Regions from separate parts of the Drosophila melanogaster genome. Here region 2 is linked to region 1. A link is a contact called in public Hi-C data. All regions are on one chromosome and are shown on one strand. Each heading gives the region's core, a stretch centred on a gene start, on an enhancer-like site or on the middle of the called end of the contact. The rest is flanking DNA. Distances are from core to core; before and after follow the strand shown. Region 1 holds the start of Ugt302E1 (UDP-glycosyltransferase family 302 member E1). Region 2 holds the start of cu (curled).

The links. Hi-C and Micro-C count contacts between places; a contact is called where the count stands out from the background.
Region 2: a Hi-C map of the Kc167 cell line shows a contact between it and region 1, with 5 times the contacts expected there. The contact joins the promoter of cu here to the promoter of Ugt302E1 in region 1. A contact is called at or near these places in 34 of 107 Hi-C or Micro-C datasets (the Clone 8 cell line, the D17-c3 cell line, the Kc167 cell line and 10 more) and 5 of 6 datasets of contacts at active chromatin or transcription factors (the Kc167 cell line and the S2 cell line).

What each region holds. Positions count from the first base shown.
Region 1 is chr3R:11,152,373-11,155,900 of dm6, forward strand. It overlaps Ugt302E1 (UDP-glycosyltransferase family 302 member E1), which reads left to right and starts at 2,254. Exons shown (of 2, transcript NM_144368.3): 1 at 2,254-2,526; 2 at 2,820-3,528. The coding sequence starts at 2,283. It overlaps Ugt302K1 (UDP-glycosyltransferase family 302 member K1), which reads right to left and starts at 1,477. Exons shown (of 3, transcript NM_001300352.1): 1 at 1,187-1,477; 2 at 862-1,121; 3 at 1-658. The coding sequence starts at 1,424.
Region 2 is chr3R:11,196,157-11,199,372 of dm6, forward strand. cu (curled) reads left to right here and starts at 1,436. Exons shown (of 6, transcript NM_169375.2): 1 at 1,436-1,692. The coding sequence starts at 1,628. CG18577 reads left to right here. Exons shown (of 2, transcript NM_141787.4): 1 at 1-209; 2 at 594-1,129. The coding sequence ends at 678.

The DNA of each region.
Region 1 (3,528 bases), core at 1,004-3,503:
AAAACTGATCACTAAAGATCGGCAAACCGATCACGGGTTTAGCATGATAAATGGACTCCGTGGTGCTCAGCATGCCGCCGTGGGTCACAAATGCCATGATCTTGGGATGGGCCAATATGTCCGTCTGTGGAAACCAGTCGGAAATGTAGACATTCTCCGGTTTGTTGGGCAGGTTATCCAGCTCAAATTTCCAGAGAACACGCTGTTTGAGCCCACCTAATGCTTTCAGGATCTCTTGAACCTTTGATGGGGGTAAGTCCTTGGTCTTGAGATTCGATCCCATGGAAAAGTAAATGGCTCCATGTTCTGACTCATTGATGAATCTCTCGATCTTCTCGGGCAGTGGATTCCACTTTCCGTCGATATGCATGCCACCCACTTCAATCATGTTGGGTGAGTGCGGTCGCGGAAAACTTAGTGAAACATGTTGATTGATGAGCACCAAGGAGGCATTTCGGCGCATCTTATAGAAACACCTCTTGTTGCCCGGAAAGAACTCCTTGTATAACTTCTCCTGAGTCGGTAAGAAATAGTAGTCCAGTAGAACTCTTTCATAGCCAAGAAAAGCCACGTTCAAAAGGCGTTCGTACAGCGACATGTGATCGTTAAAGGGTAGCATTATGTGGGGCACGAACGAAGCTGGAGCGGGGGAACCAACCTGAAAAAGTTAAAATATATTTAGTATTTCAAATAATCCTTAAATAATATTATAAACTAAAGATCATCATTTCACCAAATGTGAAATACGACTGACTTCAACATAATGCTTTTCTTTCGTTTATGAAATTTGAACTTTCATTCATATGATATAGAAGATTCCTTTTTTGTTCGTTAGAACAAATCTGTTTATCCTTTACTTACCATATCTGTGATAAATGTCAGACCTCCACCGGTGGCCAATCCAATCAGTGGAGCATTAAAATGCTCTGCCAAGCCATAGTGGGCATCATTGTAGAAAGTCTCACATATGATCGCATCAAAGCTTTGGTTGCTCTTCAGAAAATCCTGGAAATTGGAGTCCTCGAAAAGGCCTCTGGTGATGCGAAATCCCATTTGATAATGATCGATGAGATTCTGAGTATATGTCTTTTGGATAGATGCCCACAAGGCTCCAATGTCTCCTAAGGAAATAACCGGTTTTTAAAAAAAGTATACTAAAACAACTATACATAATAAAAGTACTTACCTCCCATGACTTCGATCACATTTGGCACACTTACATCAGTATAACCAGGAATGGGTTTTTTCTGAGGAAAGACGGACACTACGGTGATTGTATGCCCAGCCTTGACCAATCCCTTGGCCAAAGCGTGTCCCACATTAAAGTGGGAACGACCGGCGGAATTCAGAACCATCAGGTAATTGTATCCACTTGAGTATCCCAAGCTGCACAATAGTCCCAAGATCAAGGTGAACGTACGCATGGTGATGAAAATCAACCGGCGAACCAATAACCAAACCGAACTGAGCGCGTTTCTGCAACACACTGATAATGCCTACTATGCTCAACATGGATCTGAGTATATATACAATCATTGTGAAATTAAACTTTTGTAAATTCAACGAGAGACCCAGCATGGAATTCGCAGGAATCAAAAGGTAAGCACACAATTTTGATTGTGGAAAATCGTGCTCGTCAAGTCGACTGTTGAATGACCTATATTTATCTATATCAATATATTTTAAGTTGGCTAATACATTTATAATACATTATATACTTAATTAAATTATTAGTTCATATACAATTGTATTACTTTACAATTATTACTCACTTTTAAAGAGTAGTGCGAAGGGGTGGAAATGCGCTGATCAATCAGCATTAAGTTCTCATGTTTTTGCAAATTCTCAAGAGAACTCAAGCAAACAAAAAAGTTTTTCGCTCAATAAAAATCTTTCAGTTAAGAGTAATTTATAATCAAAGAGAGAAGAACGAATGCTATAAGAGAGAAACTTTAACTCAACTAAACAAACATCGATAGAAAATAAAACAACTTTTTAATAAATTAGTTATTATTTAAGCAACGAGGTTATAAATATATCACTTTAACTATTAAAAATAAAATTTATTAAAACCATATTATTATATATTAACTATACCATGTATCATTTTCTCAATGAATATACAGACACACAAAGTTGTAAAAGAATATTCTTTGTGGGGCAGCCGCCACTTCAAACGTTTCACTAATCTACTGACAAAGTTTCTTATCAAATACTATAACTACTAGAAATTAAGTAAACCTGCTTCAGTCTGTTTTTTAACCTTCAAAGACGCTGTCGCAATGCGTTGGCTCCTAAATTCGTGGCTTTTGCTAATCTTAGCCCTTTTTGGCCAATCATGGGGCTATTCCTACCTGATGATCAGCCATACTGCATCGAAATCGCACTACGCCGTCTGCTTTGCATTGGCCAAAGGATTAGCCGCCGCCGGTCATGAAGTCACTTTGGTATCGCCATTTCCCCAAAGGAAGCCCATTAAGAACATAATTGATGTGGAAACGCCGAATATTATCACCGTGATGGGCGGTGAGTACTATCATATTATCGCTAATCAAAAAACTACAACCATTTGGCACGTATTGCTTATCGCTTGAAATAAGCGTTGTCATATCTGATAAGGAACACGTGAAAGTTGCCCAAATCTCAGGGGGTCAACAACAAATTGGTTATACCGGCTATTTTCGGGTATAAAAATCATCGAAAAAAAACATTAAGCATATTTATAGAACTTTAACTTAAGCGACCATAAAAACTAAGCTATTTTGGTGCTAGGAACTGGTTATATATTTGTTATTTAAATGCATTCTTTTCTCCCGTAGTTTACAAAGCGCGAATTCTGGAGAATGCCAAAAAGCCGGTTCTATTGCGATATCCAAGAATCAGTTTAATGGGCTTGGATATAACAGAAAGTCTTTTAAAGGAGCCGAAAGTACAGGAGCTATTAAAACAAAACCGCACATTCGATGGAGTAATCTGTGAGACTTTCATGAATGACGCCCACTACGGTTTTGCAGAACATTTCGGAGCTCCACTGATCACTCTGAGCAGCTTGGGTGCCACTGGTTGGACCTCTGATCTGGTGGGCACACCCTCGCCACCATCGTATGTGCCACACTCATTGCTGCGGTTCGGGGATCGCATGAATTTCTGGGAAAGGGCTCAGAATTTGGGATTCCAGATATACGAATTTGCCTATGAGAATTTGATTAATCTACCAAGACATGAAGCACTGTACCGAAAGTATTTCCCTAACAACAAACAGGACTTTTATAGGATGCGCAAGGATACGTCATTGGTGCTACTTAACAATCATGTATCGATCAGCAATCCACGGCCCTATTCGCCAAACATGATCGAAGTGGGCGGAATGCACGTGAATCGAAAGGCACCAAAGCCACTGCCCCAAAATATTCGCAAATTCATCGAAGAAGCCGAGCATGGGGTTATCTATTTTTCATTGGGCTCCAATCTGAACAGCAAAGATTTACCGGAGAACAAGCGAAAGGCCATTGTGGAGACGCTAAGGGG
Region 2 (3,216 bases), core at 186-2,685, 43 kb after region 1:
GGCTCCAAAGCCTCATCCACCTCGTCGCGGCACACGCGTCTGATCCTGCTGGTGTGGCAGAATCTCGCCGAGAAGTGCCACAAATTCGGAAGTTTTCTCCGGCGTGAAACGAATAAACCGCTGCCCAAAGAACTGAGGCGATCGTTACGTCTTAACAAATCGGCCCGCCGGAAAGGCTATCGGAGTTGCGAGAGCGAAGCAGAAAAACGGTACGCCTTATGAACATATAGTATAATCAAGTGGTCTAGATAAGCCCATTGTTATTGTTTATGCCAAGGTTTGCCAACACCAGCTAGATTGGGCCTTCTAAGCTGAAACATATTCAATTTAAGTTTTTTAATTGGAAATGCCAGTTTCTTTAGCAATGAATTAGGAAATAAAACTCTAGCATATGAACCATTTTTATAAATTAAACGTTTCGATTTCAGTTTGAAATGAGAATGTGTTATTTAAGCAGACAATTTAAACGAATCACCATGAGCCTACAAAAAGTTAATGCAAACTGTTAGTGCTTTAATTTAGATACAATGTATGAGATAATCTAAGTACTTAACGTGATATAAGCAAAATTGTTGAAAATTTTCCACTTTCAGGCTGATGACAGAGCGTTTAAACGAACCCATCAACATCTCCATTCGCATGGGACCTGCCTATGACTATAGGCCATCGAATTTCTGATCGTTCGGGATTATTATATAAGGATAAAGTTCTTCGAATTTCTTAGCTCTGCTAACTGCTAACTTAGCTTAAGATGTAATGTTACTGCTAAGTTGCCAATGTAAACTGTTATTAAAAGTTTTTACGCAGCCTTACACGAATGTCGTAAGCTCTGCGACAGCTGATGAAATCAAAGAGCTTTACAAGCAACGAAAGCTCTGGTTCGCTCTTAACGACACACATGAGTTCTCTTAAGCTCTGCTCTTACTACGCCCACTCAAAAGTTTATTGCCACAACAAGTGGACGTGACTTTGTGCATCACAAACAGAGTATATTAGCTTTTTTAAAAAGTATAAGTTACATGTAATTATAAAAATTGGTTTTGCTAAGCACTACAAACTTACCGCATTAATTTTTGCATATAATGCATATAATAAAAAAAAAAACAAAATAAACATTTTAAAACACAAATATATGTTATGTTTGATTCTATTATATTTGAACAGATTTTTATGCACATATTTTTTATTTTAAATTAGGTCTTTATTTTAGTGTTAGAAAAGGGCATACGGTCGTCGGTGCAGGATTGCAAACAACTCTCATTTCAGTTGGCTTTTACTTTCTTCCGCCGTCCACCAATACTAATACTAATTCGCGCCAACTGCAATCTCGCTCTCTCTCTTACCTTCCCAATTTCTCTTCTCCTACGTCACAGAAAGCGTTATCTTCCAAGTTTTTTTTCGTGGTGCCCGCTTAGTGTGGAAAACGTGTTCGACGCGGAAATGACATTGATAGTGAAATTTTAACCAAATTTTCGGCATCTGTTTTTTTTCCAAATTTTCGACAAACCAACCAAACCATTTACGAAAGTCTCAAAATTCGATTTGATGAAAGTGAACTTTGATTTACGGCACGTACAAAATAGTTTTCATCAAGTTAAATTAATTTAAACAAACGGCTGAGTGCAAAATGAAGCTAATTTCCACAGTTGTTTACCTGCTGGTGGCATTCTACAAATTCGCCAAGAAACTCTTGTAAGTGGCCCCAATTACCTAATATTAGTTTTAGACTTTTGATTTTTGGGTGTGCCGGGCCTTGCCATTTTTTGCCCTTTTTCCTCCCTCGAAAATCTTGAAGATTATTGATATAACAACAGGGAAAATATTTCGTTGTTTGTTGCTGCTTTTCATAAACTAAGTTTCCTTTGTAAAGCTTTTGCGTCTGACTCTTTGTTTGCTGTTTTCCTTCAGTTTCTTCTTTATTGTTTATGTGGTTTGTTTTCGGACCTGCAGTTTATTACACAAAAATACAAATTTTGCTCCAATCTGCTGACTAGTGCGAGCGGGAACGAGACAGCCGCTCTTTGTGTGCTCTTCTTGCTCGCTCTCTCAAACCCCACCACACCTCCCCACACCACAAAAATACCCCAAAGAAGCGCCACGTTTTTGTTTGGGTTTGAGGTCGCTAGGAAATTTGATGTGCTTTGTTCCATGTGGAGATTGTAATTCACCCAAGTGCCTGTGTGTGTATGTATGACTTTAGTTGGCAAAGAAATGGGTTTTTAATTACTATAACTGTCCTTTTGTGTGGGTGTTTTTTGGTGAGCTCTTCAGCTGAAAAGGGCGTTGTACACATTTGTAATTCACAACGAGCACATAAGATCTTTTCTGATTAAAGTGAACATCCCTTGTTGCAGGAAACCGTAATTTCATTACAATTGACCGCAATATCCCGTCTACGAAATATTCCACTTGTTGAGCGCATTCGTTACTGACTGGGAAATTTTGTGAAAGCAAATTATAGGTCCTTTTCAGTTGTTACAAGTATCAATTATATATCGATTTGCCTGTGCTTATTTGTAAGTTAACATTATTTCAATCGATCAATAAACTCATTTATTAACCAATCAGCTTTAATGTTCAAACAAGAGGTATTATCTGCCATTTGATCTATCTCCTCGAATGTATGAAATGAGATAAGTTTATTGGGCACTAACTATCTTATCTTTTTATCCATAATTATCATATGTATGAATGTAATAATGTATATACCTTGTATCGGACTAATAACTAACGAAAACCCGACACAGCTGGTATGACTCAGTAATAGATTTTATACTTACTGATGTTCATATAATTCGTTAAAAACTTGAGATAAGATTATTTACTGTGAATTATAGAAAACAGTTCAAATTCCAAAATATTTACTAAGTATTAGGTATTTATGATTTGCATTCGTAAATAGGTGGTATGCATTCAAATAATGTGAACGGCACGCGTTTGTCAATTCCATTGGCCAATTGATAAGGTGCGAATATAAGACCACCAGATGCATGCATGACAACAAACAAACCTCCTTTATTAGAATCACATAGTATAGAAGATAAACTAAAAAGTGAACTTTATACCGAAGGCCGCGGTTGGTCCACTGAAAATCCTTATCTAATCTCAGCGGCTAGACCACTGGCTGCGCGTAATAAAGTGCTAAATACACTCATACACTCCATATATGATGGAACTAAATAGTTGTATTCCCCACCTAATCAGCGAACGGACTCA